Linked DNA regions of Gossypium hirsutum: region 2 is linked to region 1. A link is a contact called in public Hi-C data. All regions are on one chromosome and are shown on one strand. Each heading gives the region's core, a stretch centred on a gene start, on an enhancer-like site or on the middle of the called end of the contact. The rest is flanking DNA. Distances are from core to core; before and after follow the strand shown. Region 1 has its middle 24 kb from the start of LOC107908570. Region 2 holds the start of LOC107908566 (probable magnesium transporter NIPA3).

Region 1 (6,878 bases), core at 596-3,095:
ATTCAAATTCTCTCTCAAGCTACAACCTTAACTTAGTATCCAAATCAAAGCAACAACAATGGTTCTTTTGTCAGTTGTTGAAGCAGATAGAAGGCAACTCAAAGTTACATTCACAGAACCATTCTTTCGTGGCCAAGAGCTGATGTTCAATGATACCGGTCTTGGGCCATTGACTTTCAGGTGTACCCAGAGTGGAAACAGAATGACCTTCTCAGGTGCAGATTGGTTGAAATACCAACAAAGATATAGCATTAGCAGAGGTGAAAGGATCTCCGTTGAGGGCATCTCTAACAATCAGTGCGAGAAATTTGAAGTGATCAGAGGATGATAGATGAATTGCAAGATATCTACATCTAATGCACGCATATTATGTCAGGCTATGTGTGGTAAGTTATTACGTGGTTTTTATATGTCATATTTTAGTTTTATGTTTGAAATTTGTACTTTGTTCAGGGGTGAATAGATTATGTTTTATAAAAAAAATTATGTTGTAATCTGTCTTGTAAGTCATTTTAATAATGACAAGTTTGAAGTTTATATAAAAATAGAAATGTTGAATTTAAGGGTTCTAAAATTATAACCTTTATGACTTTATTTAATTATTTTACTTTAATTTATCAAAATTTAATATTTATATTTTCTAAATATTAAGAATTTCGCTCCAATCAAATTGTATTGTTAAAATTTCATGTTAAACTCGAAAGTAAATATTTAAATTAACATATTTACTATCTGAATTAATTTCTCATTTTTTTTTTCTAAAATATTAAAATAAAATTCTGATTTTTGAGGTTACTTCTTTATATATTGGTAATCTTTTTTATATCCCTATTCATGGTTTTTCGTTTTCAAATCAATAAAATTTATGGAATTACAAATAAATGTGATTTGGGTTACGACAGAATCTATCACACCACACTCAAAACATTATGTTACAACTTTTTTTCCCTCGCGCACTCAATTCTTCTGGTAATAGAATTCAAAAAAGTGTATCCTTTTCTATTACTCAATAAATCATACGTAGAAATTAAATGTACAAATATATATTTTAGAATAATAAACATATGATGGTTTATTAGTGTCTATATAAAACACAAAATAAACAATACATAGATGCACGCTATTCATAATATAATATAATTAGTTCAAAAAGTCAAAGGATCGAAGGAGATGTTGGGGTTGGTGTCGGCTGCCAAATGAATCCGTTTGCATGTAAAAAGGTAGAAGGTGAGAGTGCGAACGAGTAACATCACGGTATCCTTATCGCAAGGAAATCCCGAGATATTTCCCCTCGCCACATAATTCCTTAGTCTTACCATCTGGATTTTATTTCATTTGTTTTAAAGAAATAACAAGTAATAATCAATGTTTAATATTGCCACAATGTTTTATTTCATTTTTTTGAATCATACAAATCTTGCAAACTTCGCATTTTTGTTTATCTTTTCAATAATGTATATAGTTAAAGAATAATAATATTGTTCGCACTAAAAGAACGGATCGCTCGACTTTCGTCCAAGAATCTTTATACGTGGCCATAAATAATTAGTTCAAAAACTTATCCTAAGTGAACATAAATAATTATGTATAATTTTAGTCTAATTTGTAATTTTAGACATAAATTTATTTTGTATAATTTTATATCTAAAATTTTGATTCTATACAATTTTTACAAATTATTGATATAAGATCATTTTATATTTATGTAATGCATACACAAATAAGTGATTTATAAATCAAATTAAATTAATAGATAACTTTGAAATTCATCCTTTTATAATATTAATTTCACATGCATAGCCGCAAAAGCACTTTTCAAGTGTCTTACATAAAGTCAGCCAATCATTGGGTCACGACAAAACCTATTACGTGAGACAGCTATCATCATGCTGACATTTTCCCTTATGCCCCTTTGCTGATCCTCTCATAAAATTCGATAAAGTGGCTTTTTTGTCACTTAACAAATTGATTAAAAAACCTAGTTAACAGCCATGACCCACGTACATACATTCATAATTCCAAACATGTTTGGTGTTACGGAAACACAAACCAACTTTATTCAGTTATTTTCTTTATCCACTATGAAGCAATTAACCACCCACAAATTTAAGGTTAAACCAAAATGATGATAGATGGCAGTCGCTCCAATTAATACAATTTTCAAAGGGTACGTCACCAATATGAATGGAAGTGGTAGCACGATATCTTGCGATCTAAACTTGTGTCCGGTCTCAATGTTTGTGAATTAAATTGATATTGAGACCAAATTAATATAATTAAGTACTATACTTATATTAGCAGAGTTGAGAACGAAATATCTGTTTCTTCAACGAATTTGGGAAATTACAAGATGATGATCTGAAATTGGTGTTGAAACGACAAATGGTTCAGGATAATCTGAGTTTAGAGTATACAATTGATAATAGTGGTATGTTACGTTCAAGACCACCAAATCCGATGAGTAAGCTCATAAATTTTATTATTTAGTATTTACGAGTCAAATGTGATTTAGAAAGATTTTTGTATTAGTAATTTGTGTTTTATAAGGATTTATTAGATCAAGTGGTTTCGAAAATGAGGTATCAATACCTCGTTTCTATAAACCGAGCCGTAAACATTTTTATAAATATTTACGGAGTGTCATTAAGGTAGTATTAAAGTTTCGCTAGAAAATTTTAACATTTTGATAGTTAATTAATTAAAAAGAACTAAATTGGAAAAGGTGCAAAACTTGCTAATTAAGAGAATATTGATTAAATAGCTTAAATGGTAAATAAGGGAGGACTTAAAGAGTAAATGAGCCAAAAGGAGATGGCTGAGGCAGCATAAGCAGAGAAAAGAAAACAAAATAAAGTGAATTAGGGGCAAACTGATAATGTGGTGAAATTAAGAAAAAAATAAAACAAATGGCTAAAATGATTTCTAGACATTTCATCTCTAACTTTCAGCCTAAAAACACCATTGAAGATCTCTTAAGAAGCTGGTCTTCTATTTTTCTACATGTGTATTTAATTCTTACCTTTTTCTTGAAATTTTTATGTTTTTGAGACTTTTACAATTAGGTCCAACTAACTATTTCATTAGTTTTTGATTTTATTGGAAATTTTGAAAGTTTCCATTGATGAATACTAGATATTTTTGATGAAATAACATTGATTTAGAGCTTTAATTTTGTTATATGATGATTTTACATAGTAATGTTGATAGATATTGATTTTAGGGCCAAATTCTGAAAAGGTTAAATATTACGGTTTGGTATTAAATTTATGTTTATCAAGGGTCGTATGATAGCCTAGAATATTTAAATCAATTATAAATTGAGAAAATTTAGTTCATTTGATAGACTAATTAGTTAAGGGACTAAATTGAAAAAGTTGCAAAAGTTAGGGTAATTGTGTAAATTAAAAAAATTGAAGGGTGTTAATTGTGAAGTGAACTGGGACTGAAATATATGCTAATGAGTGAGTAATTTTATATTTTAGATTAAGAGCCTGTATATACTCGTGAAAAAAGAAAATTAGTAGAATAGTCCCTGAACTCCTGCAAATATTACAATTTAACCCAGGTAAGTTCGTATGGTTAAACTTAAATATTTAGATTGATGTTGATTTGATAAATAGTATTATGTATTTATTCTACTTCTGAAAATGAAATATTGTTAAAGTTACAAAATTGAATAGAATGTTCAGATTTAAATGGAACGCTGGATATAAGTACATTCAGCAATCAATGAATTGACAACATTGGAGGAAAGTGACAACAAAATTGCCCAAGTAACCAAAGTTCAATACTTGTTGCAAACTTTCGTCTTTACTTTCTGTTTCGCTCTCACGAGCTTCTGTTTAACCTTTATGGGTTTCCATTCAGCTCTCACGAGCTTCCGTTCAACCCTTATAGGTTTCTGCTTAGCTCTCATTTGGGTTTCTGATAACAATGTACTCTTATCCGTAAGTCGTTCTCCGATTTAGTAAGATTACGTAAGTGATTTATGTAATTGAAATTCAAAGACTTATTGTTATTATTGGTGTTGATTTAAAATAAGTGTGTTCATCGATTAAAGTTGTGATTGACAAGGACATTGCATGAACAATTTTGTTTATTGATTTGTTATATTAGGTTCGGTAAGATTTATTTTTAACTTAACGAATTTACTAAGCTTCATTAAGCTTACTTGTGTTGTTCAATGTCCTTGTAAATTATCGTAAAGTCAAGCCACACTATCCAACTTGTTTCGGTAGTTTTTGCAACGTACATTATGGTTTATATGGCATGTATAAGGTTGGAATGGTTTGATCAAAGTTGGTTGTGTATATAATATGAATTACATTTTGTTTATTTTCTTACAATCAACTTATATACACGTTAAGGTAGTTTATCATGCTTGATATGAGTTTGGTATAGTTAAATGAAGGATAGTTTATAGGTATGTTGGTGATTGAAATAGTATAGAATAATTAGCATAAATATGTGCATATGTGTTTTGATCAATATGGTAAATTTTAAATGCTATGATATATGAGACAATATGACATGTTTAAAGCTAGGGTTAATTGTATTGGAGGCTTTGTTATAGCCTATGAGAGTGCAATTTGAAGTGTTTAACTTGAAATCAAAATTGGGTGAGAAAAGTGGCATTGAAATGACCTATTTTCATCCACATGAGTATAGACACGGGCGTGTGTCTTAGTTGTGTGTAACACACGACCTAACACATGGGTGTGTGGTCTGGTCGTGCGTCCCCTGCATCTTTAAAATTGATAAACAAAATGCCCAAGTATTTTAACACGGCCTAGCACACAGGGGTGTGGTTTGGCCGTGTGACCCTTGCACTTTAATTTCACAAGTTAGTATGCTCACACGGCCTAGTACACGGGCGTGTGGCTTGGCTGTGTGACCCAAGTCAAAGAGTTACACAGGCATGGACACGACTGTGTGCCCCACTTCGAATGCCCACACGGCCTAAGACACGGGTATGTCTCTTGGCCGTGTGAGCCACACGGCTTGGCCACACGGCATGTGTTCCCTGCACTTAAAATTTTTTTTGAAATTTTATGAAAAAATTTTTGAGTTTTCGATTTAGTCCCAATTCATTTCTAACGTGTATTTTGGGCCCTAAGGGCTCATATAAGGGACAATATTAGTGATTATGATTAGTTTCTACTATGTATGTTAAAAGATATGAAATATTCGTATTTGATCTAAAAAGTTTGGTAATACTCGTAACCCTATTTTGGCGATAAATTAGGGTTAAGGGTGTTACAAGTAGGTTGTAAATGGGTTTTCAAAATCAAGAGGCATGCAGATGGCCCTATGGCTCAGTATAAAGGCAAGCTTGTTGCTAAAGGGTATCTTTAGGAAGCAGGTATTGATTTCCATGAAACCTTTAGTCCGGTTGTTAAGCCTACAACAATCTGAGTGGTTCTTTCTCTTGCGGTTACGTTTGGCTAGGCTTTGAGGCAACTATATATAAATAATGCATTTATTAATGGGGATCTTAATGAAGAAATATACGTGCTTTAGCCCTCAGGTTTTGAATGTCATAATGGAGGTCAACCATTGGTGTGTAAGCTTAAGAAGGCATTGTATGGCCTCAAACAGGCACCTCGGGCCTGGTTTCAAATGTTGAGAGATCATCTTGTTGCCTTTGGTTTTGTGTTATCAAAATCTGATGCCTCTTTGTTTATTAAACAGTCTGGTGAGATTCTTCTATATGTTCTGGTCTATGTCGATGACATTATAGTCACAGGCAATCATCAGTCAAGTATTGATACCTTTGTGGAGTCCTTAGATTCGAGATTTTCTCTTAAAGATTTGGGACAGTTGAGTTACTTTTTGGGCATCGAAGTCACACATACAGCTTCAGGGATCTTTCTCAGTCAACGAAAATATATTCAAGACTTGCTGCAACGAAGTTATATGGAAAGGTCCAAAGGCACTCCTACTCCCATGATATCTTCTTGTATGTTGTCTGCTCATACGGGGAGTCCTATTGACAATGAATCAGAATATAGGAGCATCGTAAGGGCTCTTCAATACATCTTGATTACCAGGCCTGATATTACATTTGCTGTCAATAGGGTTTGTCAATTCATGCATAAGCCCCTCGATCATCGTTTCAAAGTTGTTAAACGTATTTTAAGATATTTACAGGCAACGATAGATCATGGTGTTTATTTTACTGTTGCATCTCGTCTATCTATTATTGGTTATTCAAATGCTAGTTGGGGAAATGATCCTGATGACAGACGCTTAACGTCGGGTTTTTGTATTTTCCTTAGTGGGAATCCTGTATCTTGGGGTTCAAAGAAGCAACATGTGGTATCTTATTCTTCGGCAGAAGCAGAATACAGGAGCCTTGCTCATGCTACAGGAGAAGCCATTTGGCTGGAGACTTTGTTGGGAGAATTAAGAGTTCAATTTGCTGGAAAGGCAGCTATTTGGTGTGACAATTCAAGTACAGTGGTCGTATCTTCTAATCCAATTCTACATTCCAAGTTCAAGCATGTGGAGCTTGATTTATTTTTTGTTCATGAAAAGCTGACTACAGGAAAGTTAGTTGTTGGTCATGTTCCAACTCAAGATCAGGTGGCTGATATGCTCACCAAACCCCTTTCAGCTGGGTGTTTTACCAAATTCAGAACGTAACTTAAAGTTGTCAGCAGGCTTGAGTCCTTACAAAGTAGAAGATGATAGAGGTGCATTGGTTGGGTGAATGTCAAGGAATAAGTCAACAATTAACTGGTAGCTTGTTAAGCAGTTAGCAGTTAAAGTAGTTGTTTTCTGTTAACAAGCTATTGAAGCAGTTCAGCAAGAAATATTGTGTAAATACAGTAAATTCAATCTCTAGGAGGTATTCTTTTTCAATGGAAATCATCTGT
Region 2 (5,905 bases), core at 2,409-4,908, 36 kb after region 1:
CCAAGAGCTATTTCAGCTTTGCAGGAATAGCAATGACGACTTATAACTTCGATTAAGGTATTCTCGATGTATCCTGCCGTTTAAGAGGGACACCTTCATCAAAGCCATCCTCTTCTTCATGCTTTAACGATCGCATTGATATAGAAGTTGTCAAACTTGGACCTGATTGAACATAATCTATCAAAGGTTTAATATGCCAAAAGAGGCATGACTGACAGTATATTAAGGTTTCATGAGATCATACCATCGACCATGTCCTTGGTTTTGTGAAGAAGAAAAGTTCCCGAAAGGATTGTTATGAATCCACACATCTCTGTTATAATCTGAGTTGGAGTCTGCCTATCCCAATCCTGATATCAGAAAAAACAGATAGCGGAGCAGCTCAAAGGAATCAACAGCAATCTCAACCACCAGAAAGCTAGAAAGAAGTTCGATTTAATATAATAACAGTCACAAACAGGGCCACTATATAATATCGAACAAGGGAATTGCAACTCGGAATTGACAGTATCAATTAAGCTCTTTTAAACATTATAATTAGTGCCATTCTGATACCATCAATGACTGGAAATTACCTTAAACATGATGACACTAGCCAAAATGGTCAGTGATGTAAACATAACATAGTATATAGGAGAAACAACAGCTGTGTTGAAAGTATCAAGCGCCTGCAATTATGAAGACAAAATAATAATAAGAAAGGAATCAGACAGTGAACCGGAAGTCTTAATTTAGCAAAAATTGGCAAGACAAACAAAGGTAAAAGGGACACTATTTCACGGAATTAGAAACTAATGAATAGATATATTTAAACTGAATTAAAATTTAAATAAATGATTATGAACACCATAGCAAAAATATCAGAAAGCAACATTTCAGGTGAAAATGAAATTTTCCTCTTTGCATCTTTCACCACTTATTCGCAACATTTCTTTCGTCTCCTTTTCTTTGAAGGGCCTTACGAAAATTAATCAAAATAAAGACAAAAATGTAGACATCAAAAGAGAAAGAGAAGGTACCAAAAGAAGAAAAGGCAATGTGTAACCATTACCTTGTTTAAATAATTCATTTGGGTAATCACACAAGAAGCCACAACTAAAGTAAAGGCCCAAGTTTGCGGATACAGAAGCTGATTCATTCCTGAAAAGGTTAACTTCAAGGCAATACCAAGTGCTTTAACGCTCATGACCTGTCAAAGAACATCCTTAGAAATAGGAATTGGAGGGGAAAAAGGGAAATACCATTGAACGCACACAGAATTAAGCAAGCAATAAACTAGTACTGATGCATACCGAAATGGAGCCCACGAGAGAGCAAACTCCAATGTAAACCATAATGTGTGTCTGTCCATATTGTGGAACAAAGTGGAATATAAGTGTAAAGACAGCTGTTAAGACCAGAGCTGTGTAAAACAAAAATCCTGCAAGAAGATCAAGGTACATTCATTTTACTGGTTTGCAGTTCAACAATTTAGAAAAGAAAATAATGTTATGAGCTAAGAACAATATTATTAAGAAAATGCAACCTGGCTCTGTAGCAAGATCCCAAACTTCTGTTACAGATTCAATCTGACGTTCTTGGGGAGCATGCAACACAATTGTTGTTGAGCCCACAACACACAAAGCACAACCAAGAATCCCAAAAGTATGTAACTTTTCCCGCAAAATGATATGCGCAAGTACCGCACTGCATGAGAAGTGATGATTAACGATGAACGCTTAAATGCCAAACCTAAATTTGAGTGAGATATTTGCATGCCTGATAATGATGCTGAGTGCACCAAGAGGAGTGACCAGGATGGCTGGTGCGAATGCATAAGCAGCAAAATTAGCAATTTCCCCCACGACCACTGTTGTAACAATTAACAATTAGAATTAAGTACTTCTTTGTCTAGATGACTTCCTGAATATTAAGATGTAACATGGAATGTAACTAACAAAAACAGCATTCTATAGAAGCACAATACATTATTAAGGTCATCCCATTTTTAAATGGTGTAAGGTAGCTTTTATAATATCATCTTTTAGGGACAATATTTGGAAAAGAAGTAAAGAATGAAAAAATGATATAGGCTCCAAACAGGAATGAAATATCCATAAGATATTGTGTTAATGATCAATGAGAAATGGATAAAACTCACTTGTTATCATGCCAAACCACCAAAGTGGCTCAAGCAAGTACGAATACCCTCCAACTCCTGTGTAAAAACCAGAAAAACCAATGTCATTTGGATCGATAAGGCATAAGAACAATGAAACCTCCTTGTAAAGAATGAAAAGGTGAAAATCACTAAATGATAGCAAAAGCATCCAAACATTCTTCAGATAATTGAGATAAACACAAAATCGTGTAATTGCAATACAACAGAAAACTTAGTGCAATAAACACAGATATACAATGAATAGAAAAAGCTTGGTTCAATAGCAACAAAACATACAAGCCAACCAAAGATCATCAGAAATTTGAAACATTCAATGCATATCATTTTCTCCAACTGCATTCTATACAGACATATCGTATCTTTCTTTCACACATTATGCAAAATTTCTGCATAAAGAAACTTGGACAGATTGCTGGATTTCGTAAACAATTTATAATCAACAAGTTAGAAGAGAAGTACAATCAAACATGACATGCAAAACCAAGATCAAAATGATGCATATAAAAATGATTAACTTTATGAAGAACTAACTTACTAAATACAAGTTTAATTCCCACATTGGTGAATTGAATTCACAGGGCGGGCAAATAAATTTCCATCATTTACAGTTCACTAAAATTCCTTTCTTTTTTTTCTAAATTGACTAAAGAATTATTCACAGAATCCCACAATTATTTAAGCCTAATTCCTATCTTCTACTAAAGAAAAAAGAAAATCCCAAATCAAATCATCAAGAAAGAAGTAAACTTTTGATAAATTGCAGTACCTGCCCTGACGCCAGAAGCACCAGCTTTCTTCAAGCCTTTTTTCTTAACAATGAAACTTGCCCCAATAAATAAACTGGAAGAAATGGCTAAAACCAAACCCTTAATATTATCTGAGGACATTCCCTCGCTCCATCTTCGCACAGCTGCCATACTCTTAACCCTACCTTAAATGAAAAATCCTAATAACTATATTCTCTGTCACCAAAACTCGGCAACGATCACCGATTTGGTCTGAACTCGGACTGAGTCTAAAAAAACGAGTCCATGGATCTGGAAAAAATTCCCAATTTCACCAAAAAAAATAAGCTTGGAGCAGTTTTAAATATCAGATCTCGGCCCTCAAAAAAAGAGAGCGAAGGTGGAATATCAGTCGAGAAAAAAAAGAGAGATAGAGGAAGAAGCGTATTAGTATTTACAATGGTGAGTTGGGAAAAGAATCTTGACTCGGTTGACGCGGAGTGAGTTTGGAAAGGAACGACAAGTCTGAGCTGAGGAAAGAAGAAAATCTGAAAGAAAGAAAGAAATGGTTGTCGGCGCTTAAAATATAGAGGAGGAGAGAAAGGGGAGGAGTGAGATAAGACGAGTTATTGCTGAGTTGGATGGGATGAGTAGTGAGGCAATTAGTAATGAAAAACAGCTGTTTTGGCTGTGACTGTGAGAGACAAAAACTTCTTGGATCGCATCACAGCCTTCTATTGTTCTTTTTTATTTGCAATATTTGGCGCATATCCGATCCCATCCTTTTTTTAAGATAAGATATATATGTTTTCTACCTATCTCTAATCATTACTATTTTATCAATTAATATTTTTCTAAAATATTTTTCTAAGCTAAAAGTATTATTGAGGCAGTATGCTAGGGGCGGGATGTATTTTGCTCTCTTTACGTAAAAACGAGTAAATTAATTTTTATATATTAAATTAAAGAGTAAATTAATTTTTTATTAAATATTTCATCTATTTGTATTATTAAAAATTGAAGTGATTGACGGAATAACCAAACAATGACACATGATTTATCATGTGTACCTTATACTAATATATAATGACTAATTTTTAACAATAGAAATGGATGAATTTTTAACAGAAATATCAGTTTATTCTTTAATTTAACTTATAAAGATTAATTTACTATTTTTAAAGTAAAATAGACAATGCAATTCGACTCTAAATACAATAGCTTTTATGATACTTTTATTGATTTTAAGAAATAAAAACTCGAAGATGAATCACTCTCTCCCATTGCATCACATCAAAATTCAAAATCTCTCCCATTGCAGCACATCAAGATTCAAAATCGAAATGATGATAAATTTCTTGAGGTGATCTCGTCGTATTTCATGCATGCCAATTGTGAAATAGTGACGTAGTTAGGGGGTCTCATTCTCCCCTAAAATGAAATATTTTCATTTAAACTCTTTAAATTTTTTAAAATTTTAAATTAGTAAAAATAAAATTACATTTTAACCTCTTAAAAATAATAAAAATTTAATTTAATCTTTAAAATTATAAAATATAATTATTAAAATAATAAATTATATTTTTACAATTATAAAATTATAATTTAATTTCTACTTGTAAGATTTTTTAGGATTTGCCTCACTAGCCACGTATTGCTCTATCTATTCTCCCGCATTCAAAATAAATTAATATTAGTCGATTGAATGGCGCGACGCCTTGCCTTATCGGCTAATGTCTTTCATCAATTTTTAAAGTTGAAAGTACCAATGCCGGTGTAGTGATAGCGATATAGACTATGATGTTGGCCTGTCGCTCGATTTGCTTCTCGAGTCGAATGGTTTCTATTTCCATCTTCTACCAAATTTCCACGCCGTTTAAGGTATAAATAATTAATACGAGTCTCGATCAATGCAGTGACGCTGCTCGACCATCACTTCATACGTGCGTTTTCTCAGTCGAAGCTATAAAGTGGTAGTACTTGTCAATTGACATTCGATCATTTCCACATTCACAAAATAAAGCAATAATATAAATATGTATATGTTTAATAAAAGAATTTGCGTCATATACTCAGATTGCAAATTTTGGATACCATAAAAGAACCAATACTTTCAGCCCTTTTACAGCAATGAACTTCTTGGTCCTTGGAGAAATATTAAGCTTTGAAATAATACTTAATGAATTCAACATAAACTATTAGTTTATCCATTCTAATTAGCAACTTAAAAAACTCACTCTGTATTTGTTGGCCCCTGAATACGAAAATAGTACAACGTTTGTCATTTTCACATCAGCAAAATAAAGAAATAATTTGTTTCTTCCATTTCATGCCACAAAATCTTACACTAATCTATTTCATAGCTTCTGTTTTATTGGCCCCTGAATACCAAGTCAGAGAGATTACAAGAAAAAAAATGTTCTTAGCATGATGAATTTTAAGATATTCCGACCCATTAAATGCATTATATGTTTGAGTAAACCATAGTTTTCATAATTTTATCGCTATCCGCAAATTCCAATTCTAAAGCATCACAGACTCTTTTGCAATTATGAATATCCAAAACAGAGTAACAAGTCTGCTATCCATTAATATTTACTAATTTAGTGGATGTACAAAGCATTTTCTTAACCAAAATTACTAGAGATCCTACAACACTGGAAACCATACTCATTACAAAGCTTCTTCTTAGTTTTGTTACCCAAAGAAAAACAGGGACATCCATGACCATGAACAAGGGTCCTGGGAATCGAGACTGTAAATAATACAAAAGCTAATAGCTAACTGCTTTTATGATCTAGAACATAAGCAACTATTCTACCAAATATTCTAACTGCCCTAAATACTCGGACACTATACATAGCTTCACCTTGTTCTTTTTCTTCCATATAGAACTCAACTTTATCGCCAATAGTAAGCTCTTTGGTGCAAACGAACTCGCGCCATCCTTTGGTAAGGACTGGTTTCAGGTACCTCTTTCCTTTACGAGTGTAAATTTGGAACTTCCAGTGATGCCCAC

Evidence for each region. A called contact is a pair of places that touch in the nucleus more often than the background predicts.
Region 2: a Hi-C map of leaf shows a contact between it and region 1, with 2.3 times the contacts expected there. The contact joins the promoter of LOC107908566 here to the enhancer-like site in region 1. A contact is called at or near these places in 12 of 34 Hi-C or Micro-C datasets (anther, callus, leaf and 1 more).

Annotation. Positions count from the first base shown.
Region 1 is chrD02:71,856,601-71,863,478 of Gossypium_hirsutum_v2.1, forward strand. No RefSeq gene overlaps it. Among protein-coding and RNA genes, the nearest start is that of LOC107908570, 24 kb to the left of the region's middle. Within about 2 kb of position 1,846, at least 3 of the 9 cell types and tissues checked have an H3K27ac peak or open chromatin away from gene starts, as enhancers often do. A contact at or near this core is called in leaf, where this site is marked.
Region 2 is chrD02:71,890,330-71,896,234 of Gossypium_hirsutum_v2.1, forward strand. LOC107908566 (probable magnesium transporter NIPA3) reads right to left here and starts at 3,659. Exons shown (of 10, transcript XM_041089303.1): 1 at 3,345-3,659; 2 at 2,928-3,198; 3 at 2,141-2,197; 4 at 1,759-1,849; 5 at 1,526-1,686; 6 at 1,293-1,420; 7 at 1,052-1,189; 8 at 576-668; 9 at 245-350; 10 at 1-162. The coding sequence starts at 3,078. The coding sequence ends at 53.